Regions from separate parts of the Mus musculus genome. Here regions 2, 3, 4, 5 and 6 are each linked to region 1. The links are chromatin contacts, called in public HiChIP or PLAC-seq and promoter capture Hi-C maps. All regions are on one chromosome and are shown on one strand. Each heading gives the region's core, a stretch centred on a gene start, on an enhancer-like site or on the middle of the called end of the contact. The rest is flanking DNA. Distances are from core to core; before and after follow the strand shown.

The links. Promoter capture Hi-C pulls out the DNA fragments that hold promoters and counts their contacts. HiChIP or PLAC-seq counts read pairs in DNA pulled down with a chosen protein or histone mark.
Region 2: a contact with region 1 is called in an HNF4G HiChIP or PLAC-seq map of pancreatic cancer cells. The contact joins the promoter of Pex11b here to the promoter of Chd1l in region 1. A contact is called at or near these places in 2 of 39 promoter capture datasets (hippocampal neurons and liver) and 1 of 115 datasets of contacts at active chromatin or transcription factors (pancreatic cancer cells).
Region 3: a promoter capture Hi-C map of hippocampal neurons shows a contact between it and region 1, with 5 times the contacts expected there. The contact joins the promoter of Cd160 here to the promoter of Chd1l in region 1. A contact is called at or near these places in 8 of 39 promoter capture datasets (the 3T3-L1 cell line, the HPC-7 cell line, cranial neural crest and 4 more) and 1 of 9 other capture datasets (embryonic stem cells).
Region 4: a contact with region 1 is called in a promoter capture Hi-C map of pre-B cells. The contact joins the promoter of Zfp697 here to the promoter of Chd1l in region 1. A contact is called at or near these places in 2 of 39 promoter capture datasets (the 3T3-L1 cell line and pre-B cells) and 1 of 115 datasets of contacts at active chromatin or transcription factors (bone marrow-derived macrophages).
Region 5: a contact with region 1 is called in a promoter capture Hi-C map of pre-B cells, with 4 times the contacts expected there. The contact joins the promoter of Phgdh here to the promoter of Chd1l in region 1. A contact is called at or near these places in 3 of 39 promoter capture datasets (the 3T3-L1 cell line, the C10 cell line and pre-B cells), 1 of 484 Hi-C or Micro-C datasets (regulatory T cells) and 1 of 9 other capture datasets (liver).
Region 6: a promoter capture Hi-C map of the HPC-7 cell line shows a contact between it and region 1, with 3 times the contacts expected there. The contact joins the promoter of Hmgcs2 here to the promoter of Chd1l in region 1. A contact is called at or near these places in 5 of 39 promoter capture datasets (the HPC-7 cell line, cranial neural crest, frontonasal cranial neural crest and 2 more) and 1 of 115 datasets of contacts at active chromatin or transcription factors (bone marrow-derived macrophages).

Annotation. Positions count from the first base shown.
Region 1 is chr3:97,608,793-97,611,714 of GRCm38.p6, reverse strand. It overlaps Chd1l (chromodomain helicase DNA binding protein 1-like), which reads left to right and starts at 1,525. Exons shown (of 23, transcript NM_026539.2): 1 at 1,525-1,652. The coding sequence starts at 1,544. It also overlaps a transcript of Fmo5 not described here.
Region 2 is chr3:96,633,891-96,636,812 of GRCm38.p6, reverse strand. It overlaps Pex11b (peroxisomal biogenesis factor 11 beta), which reads right to left and starts at 1,383. Exons shown (of 4, transcript NM_011069.3): 1 at 1,070-1,383; 2 at 24-139. The coding sequence starts at 1,125.
Region 3 is chr3:96,813,101-96,816,022 of GRCm38.p6, reverse strand. It overlaps Cd160 (CD160 antigen), which reads left to right and starts at 1,502. Exons shown (of 5, transcript NM_018767.3): 1 at 1,502-1,553.
Region 4 is chr3:98,381,064-98,383,985 of GRCm38.p6, reverse strand. It overlaps Zfp697 (zinc finger protein 697), which reads right to left and starts at 1,505. Exons shown (of 3, transcript NM_172863.4): 1 at 1,408-1,505. It also overlaps a transcript of Gm52610 not described here.
Region 5 is chr3:98,338,513-98,341,434 of GRCm38.p6, reverse strand. It overlaps Phgdh (3-phosphoglycerate dehydrogenase), which reads left to right and starts at 1,466. Exons shown (of 12, transcript NM_016966.3): 1 at 1,466-1,740. The coding sequence starts at 1,603.
Region 6 is chr3:98,279,007-98,281,928 of GRCm38.p6, reverse strand. It overlaps Hmgcs2 (3-hydroxy-3-methylglutaryl-Coenzyme A synthase 2), which reads right to left and starts at 1,498. Exons shown (of 10, transcript NM_008256.4): 1 at 1,342-1,498. The coding sequence starts at 1,445.

The DNA.
Region 1 (2,922 bases), core at 276-2,775:
CACGATGGCAGTGTTGGTTAAATAACAGCTGATACTCAAAACCAACCCTTGGTAAGCATTTCTAGTGACTTGGGGACTCAAGAGTACGGTCAGAAGTGCTGCCAGAGTTTTGATTTGGGGGGACTCTCAACAAACCAGGTCCAGCCATTTGCCCCTCCCCCCCCAATCAAATGGAAAAACGACTAGTGAAAAAAGGACTGTATTCAATACAGCTCTATTGGAAAACGGGGGCAAGTTTGTTCAGTTCCACTGGTAAGGGACAGATAACACACTATGTTCTTGTAAGAGCCCACTAGTAGTTCATATTATAAACAAGAAACTTCAAGTACCCACTGAGAACTGTTTTTTTTTTTTTTTTTTTGAGTTAATCTTTAACCTCAACGTAATTGATCACAGAGGGGTGCGATGACCTTGGTGTATCTGACACCTCCACTCTTGATCTGGTTGTACCTCAGGTCTGGTTCTGTGTGTTCCTGGAGAAGTCTGTATAACGGGATAATTGATCACAGAGGGGTGCGATGACCTTGGTGTATCTGACATCTCCCCTCTTGATCTGGTTGTACCTCAGTTCTGGTTCTGTGTGTTCCTGGAGAAGTCTGTATAACGGGATGGGTAAAGTCCCTTAGTCATTAGAGGACTACTTCTGCATAGTGGGGCCAGCCTTGGTCCTTCTTAGGACAACGTGGCCATTAGTTATTTGTTATTTGTTTTTGTTTTTATCACACATAGATGTTCTGTTTGAATGGCTACTCTTGGAATCTTGAGGGGATGGGGGGGGGGGAAGTTCTCTCGCACTTTATTTTTAAGAAAAGGTTTACTGCACCTTAGGCTGGTTTCAAACTTGTGTAGCTGAGGCTGACCGTGAGCTCCGGTCCTCCTGCCGACAGCTCCCTAGGGCTAGGATTACAGGTGCTCACCCTCATGCCCCACCCGAGGGCTTGGTACATTCGAGGCAAGCATTCTGCTAACTGAGCTTTGATCTTTATTATTTATTGACACCTTCCTGCTTTGCAGCCCAGGCTAGACTGAACTCACAAATTCTCCTGCCTCAGCCTCCCCAATGCTGAGATTACAGGAATGTACCACCAGGGTCTTTTCTTTGAATGTATCTTGTCACTACACATTTTAAGAGATAAAGTTAATCTTATTTTGGTGTTTTTAGTCATACATGAAGAAAAAGGTTAGATAATATAAGACGTATCTACCTTGTAGTACTAGTTTTTAGGCATGTGCATCGTAACTGAAAACATGGAAAGCTGCTCAGGAATCGGACCCAAAGTTTAAAGAAGACAGATAAGAAATTAAGGGGGGGTGGGGAGCTTGCCAAGTTTTGAGCTTGCTGTTAGCTACCCAAGCAACCCAAGTTAGGAGTCAGAGCTTTTAGCAAAGGCAGCCTCTAGGTCCTAGTCGCAGACGCACACTTAGACCAGAGTCTTCCGCACCTGCGTGCTAAGGAAGCGTGGGAAGGCGCGCGAGCTGCGCCCTCTGGCGGCGGTGCGTTGTACTCCGCACGCGCGGGAGCGAAGGCGCGGGGCCTCTCGGGATGGCGAGCGGCTTGCCGCGCTTCCTGCAGGCGCTGCCGGCCGAACACGGGCCGGAGCCGCTTCGGACGCGGGTGCAGGAACCGGACTTACAGCAGTGGGGCTTGACTGGTGAGCGGGCCGGGGACGCCCGGGGGCGGGCGGGAGCCGGGAAGGCGCGCGGCAGCGCTGGCCTACGCGGGGACAGCGGGGGAGCCAGCAGCTTCCCGGCCGCTCTCGCTCCTCCCAGTCTGCGTTTCCCTGCCGACTGGGCATGCGCACTCACTTGTTGCGGCTCCCTAATGAACTCTCAAAGTTGCGCTGCCCAGCAAAGTTTGTCCTGTCCTGTGCCTCTTGTGCTTTCGTATTAAGCCCACTTGCCATTACGAGTCCCAAGTGAGGGGATCCCACATGTGTGGACCCCAGGTGTGTAGGCTCCAGATGTGTAGACCTCAGTTTGTAGGTTCCAGATTTAGAGACCGCCGGCCTGCAGACCCCAGTGGACCTGGAGCATCCTCATCCTGCGGCGTTCTCTCTATTCCACATCCCAAGACTCCTTTCCTTATGTGTCTGCTGGGAATGTAGTGCTGGTGTAACGGAAAGTCATAATGACTCACCAGTTGTCACCTCGTGGTCGTTATTTGTTGCTGTCGAGAGAGTACTGTGGGGTATGGGGAGCAGATAAACAAAATAAATAGCGGCCCTAGGACCCAGTTTCTTTACTAGCGGATACGTGCTTTTGAAAGCATAAGGAAGCGCTTGACTTACACGTGCCAAGTACCACCAAAAGGTGAGGGTTTGGAAAGGCAACAAAATGTGCCTTTCTGCCAGGCGGTGGCGCACCCTTTAACCCAGCGCTTGGAAGGCAGTGGCAGGTGGATCTCTGAGTTCAAGGTCAGCCTGCTCTACACAGCTAGTTCCATGATAGCCAGGGCTATGTAATAGAGAGACTCGTTCTTTAAAAAAAAAAAAAAAGTTCCGTTAGCTTAGAGGAGGGGCAGATGACGATGAGGGCGAAGTGAAAGACAAGCAGTTCATATTAATATTTTCCATTTATATTCAACTTTAAAATTTTTATTTTTGAGATTATAGTTACACCTCCTCTTTACTTCTTTACACTCTCATAAACCCTCCCATTCTCTCCTTCAAATCCATGTTCCCTCCCCCCACTTAATCGTTATCCTATGCTTATACCTATGTACATAAATACTCCTAGATATACTAGTTCAGTGTGTTTAGTGTCACTTGTATGTACGTTTCAGGGCTGACTGGTTGGCACTGGACAGCCAGTTGGTGTGCTCCTCCCTAGAGAAGACCCCTTTTATTGCTCTTAGCTTTTCTTAGTTGCCTGTAGTTCTTTGTGTAGGATTGAGGCCTCAATGGCTCCTCTCTGTTCATTTTG
Region 2 (2,922 bases), core at 134-2,633, 970 kb after region 1:
AGAGGAAGGTCTGCTTTACTTACACTTTCGTCCGAGGCTCAGATGACCCTCCAGTTGTCGAATCTGTTTCTGTAACTCGGGACTAGCCCCATGTCTCTGCAAAGCATGGCCGAGAAGGGAACAGGCATACTGGGCGGCCCTGGAGGGGAGGACACGTAGAGTAAGGGACAGGCCTCCCTAACCCCTCTGCCAACCATATCCTCCGTGGGCTGGTGAGGCGGTTAAGAGCACTTGCTCTTGCAGGGGACCCGGGTTCCACTCCCAGCACCCACACGGTGGCTCATAACTGTCTGTAACTCTAGTTCCAGGGATCCACCACTCTCTTCTGTCCTTTGCAGGCACTAGACACACATGTGGTACACATACATTCTTGCAGACCAAACACTCAGACAAATAATAATTGGTAAACAAAAACCCCACCAGGGACACTTCCTCGGTTTCACACCAATATCTTTCCATTTTTTTCCTCAAAGCCAGGGGAAGGGAAAGACATGCGAGGAAAATAAAGCCTAGAAGATGGTGGAGAGCACTCTTTGGAGTTAAGAGACTAAGAGTTTTGAAAATGATGAGGCCTAAAGTTTAGGGCCAGTAAGCAGCCCGGGGTTCATCGCAGACGTCCACACTGCGATTTTATACATGAAACACGACAGAGGAAGATCTAGTTGAAGGGCAGATTAGTTCTCCGGGTAGGTAAACTAAGAGATAGATTAAGGTTCTTGGACTGATGGAAACCGAAGAAGAGCCGAGATAGCGAGGCTCCTAGGTCACAACTGGTGAGAGGACGCAGAACCGAGAGGATCGCCCCTCGTGCCACCACAGCAGCGAGGAAACTGTTGCTCTCTGTGGACACAGTAAACCTAGGTGGCCTCCCCGCTGGCCCACTCATGCCTCAGTTTCCCCATCTTTCCCTTGAGCAGGGAAGAATCATCTCACAACCGGCTGCGGAGTACGCCTCCGGGGCCGCGCGGGCCCCCGTAGCCACAGCTGACCCTTAGGGACCCCGTAGCGCGCCCGTCGCCTCGCGGGACCCTGCTCTGCCCTCCCGCCCGCGCTCCTCCGTCGGCCGCACCTACACAGCCGCTCCCGGGCTTGGCTCTGAGCACTGAAGCGGACCCAGGCGTCCATGACAGCGGCAGCCCGGGCCCACGGCGCAGCGGCCCGCCTGCTTCCAGCCCCAAGTCACGCCTCCTGGGCGAGCAACGGGGCTTCGCGAGGGACAAACGGCGGCAGGAAAGCCAAGCAGCCGGAGCCGGCCTTGAAGTGGAATTTCAGGACGCGAAGCGAGATCGTGGGTGCATTTCCGGCAGCTCACCCTTCTCTGGGATGGTCTCCGGCTTTTAAGCACGCCCCTAGGAGCACATTCTGCTTTAAATTCTCAGCAGCAAGGGGTGGGGCCTGCGGGAGCCAGGAGGCGCTGTAGGTTGCCGCCAAGGCGCACACGCCACCCGCCCCAAACGCCCAGAACAGCAGAAGCCTGTCCTAGACTATTTGTCCTAGGGAAAGCGGATGTAATGAGATGCCGCTTGACAACGATGGTCTGCTATACTCAAAGATTGGTGCCTAGCCCAATTGTCATCAGAGAGGCTTCACACAGCAACTGGTAGAAACAAAGGCACAGACCCACAGCCAAAAGTTAGGCAGACCTTGGAGAATTTTGCATAAGACAAGGGGAAGGACTGTACAAGAAAATGCACAGAGTCAAGTAAACTGGGCCCATAGGGGCTCAGACTGAACTGCTACAGGGAGCCTGCATGAGACTGCTTCGCACATGCTATAGTTGTGTAGTTTGGTCTTCTTGTGGGACTTCTAACAGCGGGAACAGGGGCTGTCTCTGATTCTGCGGGACCCTTTCCTCCTGCTGTGTTGCCTCATGAAAGACTTAATCAAAGAAGGTGCCTAGTCTTACTGCAACTTAATATACCATGCTGTTGATACCTAACGGAGACCTGCCTTCTTCTGAAGAGAAATGAAGTGGATGGGGAGAGGCAGTAGGGGGGTAAACTCCAGGGGATCCAACACCCTTCTCAAACCTCAGCAGGTACCAGGCATGAACATGGTACACAAGGAAAACACTTTTACACCTTTACACATTATTTAAAAAAAAAAAAAAAAAAAAAAGCGAAGCCGGGCATGGTGGCACCCGCCTTTAATCCCAACACTTGGGAGGCAGAGGCAGGCAAATTTCTGAATTTGAGACCAGCCTGGTCTACAGAGTGAGTTCCAGGACAGCCAGAACTGCACAGAGAAACCCTGTCTTGAAAAACAAAACAAAAACAAACAAACAAAAAAAACTTGCCTGTAGCAGCAATAGCCTGACTATAGTTGTGAGGAGGAAAAAAACCAAAACAACAAAAAACCTACAATATCACAAACAAGATCTCTACAACCACTATAAAAAGAAATCTAGGGCTGGAGTTGGCTCTGCTGCTTTTCTACTGGCTGCTTTTCCAGAAGACAGATTGAATCCCCCATCCACATAGCAGCTCACAGCATCTGTAACTTCTGTTCCAGACGCTCTGGAGCCCTGTTCTAATCTTCTCAGGCACCAGGAACACAGATAGTATATAAACATACATGCAGGCAAAAACCTCATTAGATATTTAAACCAAAACCACTGTGTAGTGGTGGTGCATGCCTTTGATACCAGCCTTGGGAGGAAGAGGCAGGTAGATCTTTCTTTGTGAGTTCCAGACCAGCCTGGAGAAAGAAAGTGGGGTGGGGGTGAGGGAGGAGTCTGGAGAGATGGCTCAGTGGTTAAGGGTACAGTCTGCTCTTCCAGCTCACAACTGTTTCTAACTCCAATATATCTGACATCCTCACTTTACTTTTTTTGTTTTTTTTCGAGACAGGGTTTCTCTGTATAGCCCCGGCTGTCCTGGAACTCACTTTGTAGACCAAGCTGGCCTTGAACTCAGAAATCTG
Region 3 (2,922 bases), core at 253-2,752, 800 kb after region 1:
GGGCTTTGCTCTCATCCCATCAAGAGACCTCACGGGTTTTTAGAGAATCTTGCTGAGGGACAAATCCCCACCTCAGGCCGCAGACTTTTCCTTCTCCCGGCAGAAGACTCTTGGGGACATTTCTACTTCTTTGACTCCATTCTCTCAATGGTCTGATAGTCAACTGAAGAAACAGCGTCTCATTTCTGGCAGACCCAGTACAGTAGGAGCTGCTGCAAACAGAAGAGCAGCAACTGCTTTGTCCACCCAAAGCTTTGAAGCTGCGATGGCTGAGCAGGGCCGCGTGTATGTGTCACGGGGCACAGTGAGGCAGACTGTCCTTTTGGTTAAGAAGTTGATTCGGTGAGTTTTTAATGCCTTGGACATACAAACAGGCAAAGACCAGCATAGTCTGGGGTGTGAGGAGAGTTTAGTCCTCAGCATCACGGATAGACAGAGAGCCTGGCAGGCCTCTAATGGAAGCTCAGGCCGGGGAGGCAGAGTGAGTCTCTTTTTCTATGAGTCTCAGTGGAGGAAGATTCCATAGCATGAGCCTGTGGTCGGGCTAGAGAAGGAAATTCCAGGGAAGGGATGTGTAACTCCCAGGTTGTGGAAGACGTGTGGGGGAGGGCTACTCTAATTGAAGTGTACCCATTATACAGGTGAGTGGGTGCGTTAGCATGATGTCAGGGAGTGTGTTTGCTGACTCACAGATAGGGTCTTCTGTAAGGTGACTGTCTCCCTGTAGCAGCAGGGAGCCCAGAATCAACATTATAACAGATGGGTTGTGCTCTGAACATCGCATCCTCTGGGTAAAGGCTACAACCAGCTCTCAGAGACATGCTCTTGGTGGCTGTGAGACTTCAGGCGAGTGTGGGCTGATTAGCCATAGGAATGAATCTAACACCAGGCCAACTATGATGTCTTGTTGTTGTTGTTATTGTTGTTGTTGTGAGGCAGAGTCTCTAGCCTAGACTGGCCTTAAACTTCTGATCTTCCTCCAGTCCTAGGGCTACAGGTCTGGTCTATTTTTAGTGCCCCCCAAATAGCCATTCCTTGCCCACCATAGTTTCAGACTGACATCTTAAGACTAAAAGATAAAAGCCTTTTTGGGATGAATTAACTTAACAAAGCCCTACTTCAAATCAAAAGGTATTCACGGAAAAGATGCAGCACCTTTATCCCCGAGAGCATGTCTTCTGGTCATTCTGTTACCAGTGTCCTCCTTCTCACGCCTTCATTTCCAAAGGTAAAGAAATCTATTTTAAGGAGTCATTTTTTCTCAGTCTTCTTTGAACCTTAGTGCATTTCAAAAGAGAGAGAGAAGTCAGGGGGTGTGATGGAGCAACAGGAGAGAGTAAAAACTACAGGGGCGGGGGAAAGAAAGACAGGAAGACCCCCTCGCTGCTAAAAACCCATTCTGTGGTTTTTCAAAGATCAATGGTGAAAGGCCGAGCTGTGACGGAAGTGGGGAGATAGGGTTTTTAACAAGAGCAAAAGGCCCCGTGTGGGAACCCAGAACACACTCAGCGTGAGCCCCCAGCTTGAGAGCAAGGAAGAACATCTGTCCTGAGGTAAAGAGGCCTGCTGGGAACCTGGGCTCTGGGAGGAGAGATGGAATGCTTAGCAGAACTGTTCACACAGGGCAAGCTCTCAGTTAAGCCAGTGAGAAGCTTGCTTCTCAAAGGCAAAACTAAGGCAGAAGCTGGTGGCACACGCCTTTAATCCCAGCACTCAGGAAGCAGAGGCAAGTGGAGTTTGAGGCTAGCCTGCTCTACAGAGGGAGTTCCAGGACAGCCAGGGCTACACAGCAGAGAAACCCCTGGATGGTGGGGGCTGGGGGGGGGGAGATCTAGAAGGGGGGGCATAGAGACAGACAGAGAGAGACTACTCATGTCAGATGGTTGGTATGCTCATCCTTCTCATGGGCTTCAGGTCCTTGGCTGGTTCAGACACGCCTTAAATGGCAGAGGGCCACACCACATTCCTAAGAGGGAAGTCTCAAAGTCTCAGAGAGCACTTTAGAGTTAAGCCTGGGCAGCTTAGCTCACACATGCTGTGCTGAGTCCTACAGGCTGCTCTCTTTAGTTCTGTGTTCGTGAGAAGACAGTAGGTGAGAGTCATCCCTTTTCATAAATATCAAGGAGATAAAGATCACTGCAAGAAAGCAACCAAAGGTTGCCAAGCCTGCGCTAAAGCCCTCAGGCCCAGCCTGGGCTGTGAACTACCTTCATGGAGCGTCTCTGAAGGGTGTTCATGTCCCAGAGGTCACACACTGGAGACGACAGAGCAAGGGCAGCCTTTAGCCACGGCATGATTTGGGCAGAGGAAGCCAGCCAATTCATTCCTGGGTTTATAAGAAATGGACAATTCTCCCTAAGTTCAGTCCCGGCCACTTCCTTGGGGGAGGGGGGGGGGAACACACCTTCTGCCTGTGAATCAGAGGTGGTTGTTAACCAAGGGGATGTGTGACCCTCTGCAAGTTCAGCTCGCAAATGGGATTTGTGAATCTGGGGATAAAACGCATCTCCGCCTGTGTCAGTCTCGACTAGGGAGCGGCCAATTGCTTCCACGGTAGACTCTGCCACTGGTAGAAAGCATGGGTTATCGTCAAAGCTGCCGGCAGCTGTCATAGCTGTCGCCACTTCATTAAACTAGACAGGGGTTGTTCCTGCAGAGAACACCCACGTGGAGGCTCAAAACCTCTAGAACTCCAGTTCCAGGGGATCCGATGCCCTCTTCTGGTCTCCACAGGCACCAGGCACACAAGTGATCACAGACATGCATGCAGGCAAAACAGCCCTACCCGCAAAATAAAATATTGAAATTTAAAAGGAGAAATTCTGATAGATATAGGATGGACACTAGATCCTAAAGATAGATATTCTTCTCTTGTATATTCTGTAACTCTGTCTTTATAGAATTTGTTTCCTTGCTTATCCT
Region 4 (2,922 bases), core at 256-2,755, 770 kb before region 1:
ATGTCTTATCTAACAGTGCCAGTGAAAAGCCTTCCACCCCCTACAAGCCATTAATCCAGGGTCCAAAGCATCCTTTTCCCCCCCGTGCACCTGAAATAATCCGCCTACTACTCAAGAGGAATTCCTTTGGTTTTAAAGTACATTATACATTAAGTAATCACCATATGTTTCCTTAAGAGAAGGGATGCACACTTGTATACACATAGAAGATCAGAAAGGCATCAGAGGCAGGTGAATTAATTCCCTTATGGGAGTCACACTCCGGTTGTGTTTAAACTTGCCCATTTGTCCATAGCAGCTCACAAAGACCACCAACTCGCTAGCTATTGCCACATTTACCACAACGGTCTCTTGGGAAGAGACCCACTATATGGGAATGCTGACAGCCAACGGAGCCTGACTCAACAGGCAGGATTACAGCACTAAATTAAATTATGCCTCATACTCATGTGGGGGGTGGCTGATTCACTGCGGGGGGGGGATGGGGGCGTGGTTAAGAAAATAAAGGTTAAATCAGAGGAAGTCCCAGAGGAAGTCTTAAAGTCCCGTTCTAGAGACCTGCTATTGTGTGCTCTGGCTGTAAGGTACATCCAGGGTCTCTGTCTCACTGTTCCTCTTCACCATCCCTCATGCTAACATATGCCTCACCCCAGGCCACCTGAGCCTCAATAAGCTCTCTGGCCGCAGGCTCCAGCTCTGTCCACCACCTGCCCATGATCAGCCAACGTGGATATTTGTGGTTGGGGATTCTAGCAAAACCAGACAACGACCCCTCCTGAGCCACGCGCGGCTGGCTAGCTCAGCCTTCCTTTCGCAGGTCCTCATTGTACCTTTCTCCCAGTCCGATCGCAGCCCCCAGGTGGCAATCCGAATCGGTCAGACAGATGGGAGGAGCAGGTAACAGACACGTTTCACAAGGGCCAAAATGAACCTGCTGACCTTCGCAAAGTCCCCGCCTTCATCCCCTTCCTCACAGTGGGGCTGGGGGCACTGACTTAGTAGGCAAAGGGAGCACGATCTAAGCTGATGCACCGATGCACACAAAGCCTTTCACCTTCTGCTTGTCTTGCAAGCTCCTCCCTGGGCTTGGTCTCCCAGGGTCTCTGATGCCCCCTTCGGTGGTCTGTGGGACGGTCCGACTTGCTCTGGCAGCGCAGTCTCAGCCTCCTCCTCCCCTCCCCTCGCCACAGAGACCAAAGGGAGCTCAACCCAGCTATAGGACACGAAGGGTCCCCTTCTGTCCTTGGTTCCTGAGCCCACGGGGTGGCGGACCACAGTCCAGTGTGCGAAGGACAGCTTCGCGCGGCAGCTCAGCCACAGCACACATCCCAGCCCCTAGATGATCAGCTCAGGTTCCCAGCTCCCTATCCGCGAAGCCGGCGCGCCCAGCCGCAGCAGCGCTCCTACCTGTGATGCGCCGGGCAGCTCTGAGCGCACTGCCCAAGCCTGGCGCCCGGTGCTGAGGCTATGCAACCGCGGGCTGGCACTCGGGCTGGCTGCCCACTACCTCCTCGCTGGGGCTTCCTGTGGGGCTGGACAAAGGACATTTCCTGGGAGGAGCAGGGAATGTTCCCAGCATGCCTCGATTTGTAGTTCACCGAGACTTCCTGCCACCGCAGCAACAACGGGGGCTCTACTCAGACCCCAGGACTGGAGGAGAGGACCCTGTCGGGCTGTAGTAGCTCGGAGCCGATGGCCGACCCGCCGCCGCTTGGTAGAGTCGCGATCCTGCAGACGCATGCTGCCCTCACACGCTTGCTGCCCTGGGCGCGCAGTGCGAGCGGCCTTTTCTTTAGAAGTGAACTTTGTGATATGCTCTCTTTACGTCGGCTTCCCCCACCCCACCCCACCCCACCCCACCCCCGCTTCTTCTTCTAATAGATGGTCTTCCATAAGGTGAGGCTGGGGGAGGCGAGCATACTCTGACACTCAGCCTAGCCTGGGACTCACCTAGACAACTCACCGCGATTCTTCTTCCTACTCTTCAGGTGTATACCAACCCGAGTTTGTTGTTTTGCTTTGTTTCTGTTGTGCGCTAATCTACCTTAAAGCCCCCTGCATGCGTGGCCAGTGCTCTGTCCATCTACCAACTTTTTCACCTCCCAGGTTCTCTAGCTCAGTGTTTCTCAACCTGTCTGTCACGACCCCTTGTGGATCAAATGGTCTTCTCGCAGAAGTGGCCTAAGACCATCAGAAAACACAGATATTTATCAACATTACAGTTGATAAACAGTAACAAAATTATAAAGTAGCAATGAAAATAATGGTTAGGAGTCACCACAACATGAAGGGTCGCAGCATTAGGAAGGTTGAGAACCACAACTCTATGCAGTCAGGACTCTGGCTGTGGCCTGTTTAAGAAAAACATTTGGCTGCTCTTCTGGTATCCAGGCTCCTTAAAGATCTTAGCACTTTTGCCCTAAAAACCATGCAGAGCTGATCATTCCTAGATCCTGGCCTGGTGACATCCCTTTTCTCCACTGTTGGCCTCTGCCCAGGCTTCTTTTTAAGAGAAGTAATTGAGAGATAAAAAATAAACTTCATGAATTACATATGTGAGAGCCTAAATGACAAGCCGGATGGTGGAGCACACCTTTAATCCCAGCACCCAGGAGGCAGAAGCAGATAGATCTCTGTGAGTTATAGGCCAGCCTGGTCTGCAGAGGGAGGTCTAGGACAGCCAGGGCTAAACAGGAAAATTTTGTCTTGAAAGCAAAAAGCAAACACACAAAAACTAAATGACTAAAAGCTGAGCTGAGTCATTTTACCAAAGGATGGCAGGAAGGGTATAGTAAGTCAATCAAGGAAAGGATGGGTCCTAAGATTTTCTAGAATACTTGAAAAATAATCTGGCAATAGCCCCGTGTAGTGACACCGCCCAGAAGGCTGGGGCAGGAGGGTATGGAGTTCAAAGTTAATATG
Region 5 (2,922 bases), core at 217-2,716, 730 kb before region 1:
CGGGGATTTTTCTCCATTAAAGTTTCAATTCCAGGGTTCTCCACAGTGTCTCAAAGGATACCCGCCACCTGACATGTCAGCTGACTGGCTTAGAGTGAAGGGGTGCAGGGCACACTAATCCCCAAGATGTCTTTCTTATCTCATCCCCACATCGGACACTTCCCTACTGTCAGGCTCACGTTACGGAGAAGAAAGCAAAAGCCTGGAGAGATACTTTCAGAGTCCGTTTCTTCTTCTTCTTCTTCTTCTTCCTCTTCTTCTTCTTCTTTTTGTTTGTTTGTTTAAGAAGCTGGAAATCAACCCCCGCTGGATCATTGATATTCTACCCGAAAAATTATCTGCTTTACTTCTCACTGTGCAGGTTTGGGGCTCACCACTGGTCTCCAAATAGAAAATTAAGTCGGCTGCTCTCCTCCGGTCCCTATGAACCCTGTTACTGTTACTCTTATCCGGAGAGCCAAGGGCATCCGAGCTGGCCTGCTGTGGCTGCTGAAGTCTCTCTTTTCCCAAGGGGCTGGGCCAGAGAAGGGAAAGGAAGGAAAGTCTAGAGGAAAGGGCAGAACTACTTCCCCAGTTCTTCCAAGAAGGCCAGGGTTCCTGTTTTGTGGATGGAGGTAACAGCACAGGCAGAGGACTTGTCAGTACATAGTTCTGAAAGAGACTCTCTTACTTACATTTGATGTTAAGATTGTGAGGTATAATAGTAAGGGGTGTTATTTATATAATATAATCAAGGCTGAATTTACCTAACAGATTTAATCCCTTCTAAAAAAAAAAAAAGTAATCATCTAACTTCTAAAGACTAAAACCACTACCACCCTTGTACTTCTCTCCCCCTCCCTGACTCCCATCTGGGGCTGACCTGGAACTCCTGGGTTCAAGTGGTCCTCCAGCCTCATTCATGGCCCTTACTGTATCTAGATTTAATCTTAAAGTCTTTTGGGGGGTAAGGAATAAGAAGCCCTTGCCTTTCCCAGACTTGTCTCTCATCTCCCACTGGGATTGGTGGAAGGCAAGAACCAACTCTTATGTACACACACACACACACACACACACCTTGTTCCTTAATCTCCTAACGGTGTGTGTGTGTGTGTGTGTGTGTGTGTGTGTGTGTGTGTGTGTGCGTTGCTGAGAATCGAACCCGTGGCCTTACTCAGTCTAATTATGCTCAACTAGGAGTTATAAATACCCAGCCAATAAATGGTCTTTAAGAGGAAAGAAGTTACTATGAGATTTAATTCCCTCGTGGAGACAGCGTATTTCTGTTTATTTCCAATATAAATCAGCCTGCTGGCATAAATCGTGCGTGTTAAAGCTCACCCGGGGCAGGTAAGGGCTTCACTGCTGGAAGTGTAGTCTGTGTAGGATTTAAAAAAAAAAAAAAAAATGTGTGGGAGGCTCTGCCCGGGGAGGCGGAGTCAGCAGAGTTTAAGCATTTCTGACCAATCAAAAGGAGACTGTTGGCGCGAGGAGGGGGAGGATAAAGGGGGAGCGGGAGATCGAGAACCCTGCCCAGTCACCGGAGCCAGCCCTGCTTGCAGTTTCCTGAACTAAGTGCTTCTGCCCACCCACAGCAACTGATTCTAAGGCCTGACTCTAGCAATGGCCTTCGCAAATCTGCGCAAAGTACTCATCAGTGACAGCCTGGACCCCTGCTGCCGGAAGATCCTGCAAGATGGAGGGCTGCAGGTGGTGGAGAAGCAGAACTTGAGCAAGGAGGAGCTGATAGCTGAACTCCAGGTAAGGCGAGCCGGACACAAGCGTAATCACCGGGCATCTTTATGGCCAAACCCGCTGACCCCAGTGGTTCCAGGGCTGTCCTCCCCTATCTTATCAGTTGGTCCCGGGGCCTCCGGAGATTCGGGACCAGCAGTGGGAGGGAGGAAAAGCAGAGAGGAACGAATGGCCTGGAGGTGCAGAATGCAAACTTTTTGTGCTTTTTGCTACCGCGTGTTTCTTGCCGGCGCTGCAAAGTGCAGCTGCTCCATCTGGTCCTGCGGGATGCCAGAACCTCTCTCGAATGCCAGAACCTCTCTGGAGCTTTCGTGCCTGGCGACCCAGGCTGCGAGCTCCCGGCTCGGGGTGCTACACGCACACCATCCCTGCTCAGTGCAGACTCCTGGGGTGGGGGCAGGGGGCGCGGGGCGCTGGCTCTGCTCCTGCGGGTCCCGTGGCATTTGTGGCAGCGGACTCGCACCGCCTTTTGTCTGATGCAAGACCTTGGCGCTCTTTCCCCCGCCCCGGGGAGCGCTCGCAGGATTCCGGGCGGCCCGGGGGTGCAGCCGGAGCCCCGCGCCGCCCACGCGGCCGCCGCCGGGAGTCAACCTCCACCATTGGCTTCATTGCCGATCAGGCCCGACTTCACTACATCAGAATCCTGTTCCAAGCGCAGTTGGGACAGGTTACTTCTACGAAGTCTTCGGAGCAAACCTCTAATCGTTATAAAACTTAAAAGTCTTTCACTTATTTGAAAAGCTTGTGTAAATCGGGTGACTTTGTTCAGACGTAAGGAAGGGGTTTCTGCTTTGTGAGCACTTCAGTTCCTGCCCTTCCTGTAGATCTAATCCATCCAGGTATGCTGTCTCGTCCCAGCTGTACTGCCCCACCCCCAAAGTTCCACGTGCTCGCTTAGGGCCTGCAGCCAGGAGGAATGTACCAGTCTTCCTGCTCAGGCTGAGGCCTCAAACCGCAGAGACCAAGCGGGGTTGTTCTTGCAACCCTGGAAACTCTCTGAGCTCGCTTGTCTATTTCTCCCAAGACCCTTCCCCGCCCCCAATCCCTTTTCCTCTACCGAGCTAATAGCCACGTGCCCAGCAGCCCTTATTCGCAGACTTTTTCTAGGCCTGGTCTTTAAGAAGCTTGAAAGAGCTAGGTGGAGATGGCACATACCTTTAATTCCAGCACTCAGGAGGCAGAGGCAGG
Region 6 (2,922 bases), core at 249-2,748, 670 kb before region 1:
AAGAAAGCCAGGCGGTGGTGGCACACGCCTTTAATCCCAGCACTTGGGAGGCAGAGGCAGGTGATTTCTGAGTTCGAGGCCAGCCTGGTCTACAAAGTGAGTTCCAGGACAGCCAGGGCTACACAGAGAAACCCTGTCAAAAAAACAAAACAAAACAAAAAACAAACAAACAAACAAAAACCTACATAGAGACCTTGTCTTAAAAGGGGGGGACGGGACTGAGAAATGGTCACCCTGTCTGGCCCTGAAATAAGTAAACCCCATAACTTCCTCGCAAATAGAAAAGAAGCAAGCTAAAGTCTAAGCTGGAACATTCAAATAAAACGCAGTGGTTTTGCAAGGGTGGGGAAGTGGATGTCAGTGGCGCTAAAAGCAAATCAGGAGGTTTAAGGGCACTGCTCCTTTCCCCTCCACACCTATACCCAGGCTCCAGCAGGGCGGGACAAGGGAGGGCACCATAGCAAAGAGGTTCCCTAAAAACTCAGTACTCATGGGTATAAGTGGAAAGGAAGCCCTGGGACTCTGAGCTCAGTGGACAAAGAGCAAAAGAGAAAACACCCAAGTAGCTGGGAGCCTGAAGCACAAAGCCCAGATGTGTCCCATCAACTCTGAGCAACCACAGTTACTTGGACGAGACTGAAGGGTGTTTACAAAGAAAGAAGGCATGTTTGTTTTTCTTTCACAAGTACATGTATCCACCCATCCACCCCACCCCACACACACAGTGAGAAACACACACACAATTTTTATCTTTCATCTCACAAAACCGAAGCACGGAGAAACACTGCTTCGTCTCTTTGGTCCATACTGGATCTTGCCACAGTGAACGACAGCAAGCAGTTAAACCACAACTGCAGCTGCAGGATCCTGAGGTCTGCTGCCCCCTGTGGCCGGCAGAGGAAAGGCTGCTGCTTTTCCTAAACAAAGTGCATCAGAGGCTTAGGCTGGGAGTCCTGTGCGTCCTGTCCCCTTGGATCAGTTTACGACAATAAAAATACATCTTGCATATCAGATATTTACATTATGATTCATAATAGCAGCAAAATTAGTTATGAGGCAGAAATAAAAATAATTTTATGGTTGCGGGGGTCACCACAACCTGAGGAACTGTATTAAGGGTTGCAGCATTAGGAAGGCTGAGGACCTCTGGCTTAGACACTTCCAGCTCAACAGTTAACAGGTGCTGTCTAGAAATGAGGCTAACTTGTTTATAACTGAGTACAACCTCGCCAGCTTTTGACTGAGGTTCTAGTGAGTCCTCCAACAAGCCCCGCGTTTTACTGGTCCCCACGGTGCTTGTCTGGGAGTGATCTATGTAGACCCTCTGAGCAGGCCACTCACCTCTGCTGGGCTGCTGAGAGCAGGTGAGCAGGTGTGAGCGAAGTTTCCTGCATCGCTCTCTTCACTTGCAGGACCCGCCTCGCTGGAGCCAAAAGCCGCTGCATCTCTAAGGTATCAACAGAAAGCCAGCAGTCCACAGCCCTTGGGAGAGATGCCCAACGATTCTGGGTTGGGCTTTATAAGACTCCAGGCTCTGGAAGCCCCGCCTCCGCTTATCGAGGCCCCTGCCTGCTTGGGGAAAAACTGGGCCAAAGGTCTCAGAACAAGTCAAAGGAAAACATCATGTCTAACATGTACATAGCTGCACTGTTCCTGGCTGGTATCTAGCTGGCTGGCTCTGAGACTTCATTGTTGGCCTTATTTTTGCCTAACCATGCAAGCTTGCATGCTCCTTCTAACACATCCAACAATCAGCAGTCACCCAACTCGTCTCTGCAGCCTCCTGATTCCTCTGCTGAGTGGCTCACCATCTGTTCCTAACCCCTAACCACTTTATGCAGTCAGATGTTATTCTTACCATTTCTATAAGAAGCAGCTTTCAAAACCAAAGAGTAATCCCCCCTCCACCTCCATTTCTTCTTAAATACCCCAGGCTAGCCTTGAACTTGAAATCAGTCTTCCTCCCTCAGCCTCCATGAGCACTGTGATTACTGGTATAACCTTTTAATACCAGCTCTTCAAGCAGTTGAGAGTAGGTGTTGACGCACATCTGACGGGCTGGCTGGCTTTGGTCTGTGGAGCTGGTTGTTTTCCTCTTATCTTTATTGTCCGTCATTATGCTTACACAGAGCTTCACAGAGCTTCCAAGAGGGACGCAGCAGATGCTGCTAGAGAGGTTCAGAATCCCTCAAAAGGAGACTGTCTTGAAGTTCAGGCTTTCCTAGGAAGGAGAAGTTTATTACAAGTTGGATTTTAGAGACAGGGAGGACAGAGTCCTCAAAGACCCATGTCTACAAAGCTGCAGAGTGGGGATCCCCCAGCATCTTTTGACTCCGGACTGTGCATGTAATTGTGCTCCTATGAGTGTGCACCTGTGGCTGTGTGCATGCAGCCATGCTCCCACTTGAGCACACCTGTGGCTGCCAGGGGCTAGCATCAATACCATCCTTTAGCACTCTCAATCTTAGTCTTAAAATGATGTGTGTCTCTCCCTCTGAACCTGGAGCTTGCCTATTGGGGTGGCCAAAAGGGCTCCTAGGATCTTCCTGCCTCTGCGGTTCCAGAGCTGGGGTACGGGTATGTGCTTTTACACAGGTATGGGGTTCCAAACTCAGGCTCCACACTTTCACTTTACCCACTGAGCCACCCATCCAGATCCTCTACTACTTCTTAAGACAAAAGTCTTAAAGATGAGTCTCTATCTCATGCTCCTCATGTAGAAAGTCCCTATGTCTCACTCACACAGCAGTTGAAGCAGTTAACCCTGATATCTAATGCAACTCTATGAAAGAGTCTCAAGAACCAGGATAGCTCTTGGTTTATTTATTTCCCAGAAGCCAGAAGCTCCACCTATTTCCCCTAAATCCGGAGGCTCCCTGGTCCCCTCTCCACTTTATGTCTCTGTCTCCATACTGTTGAATC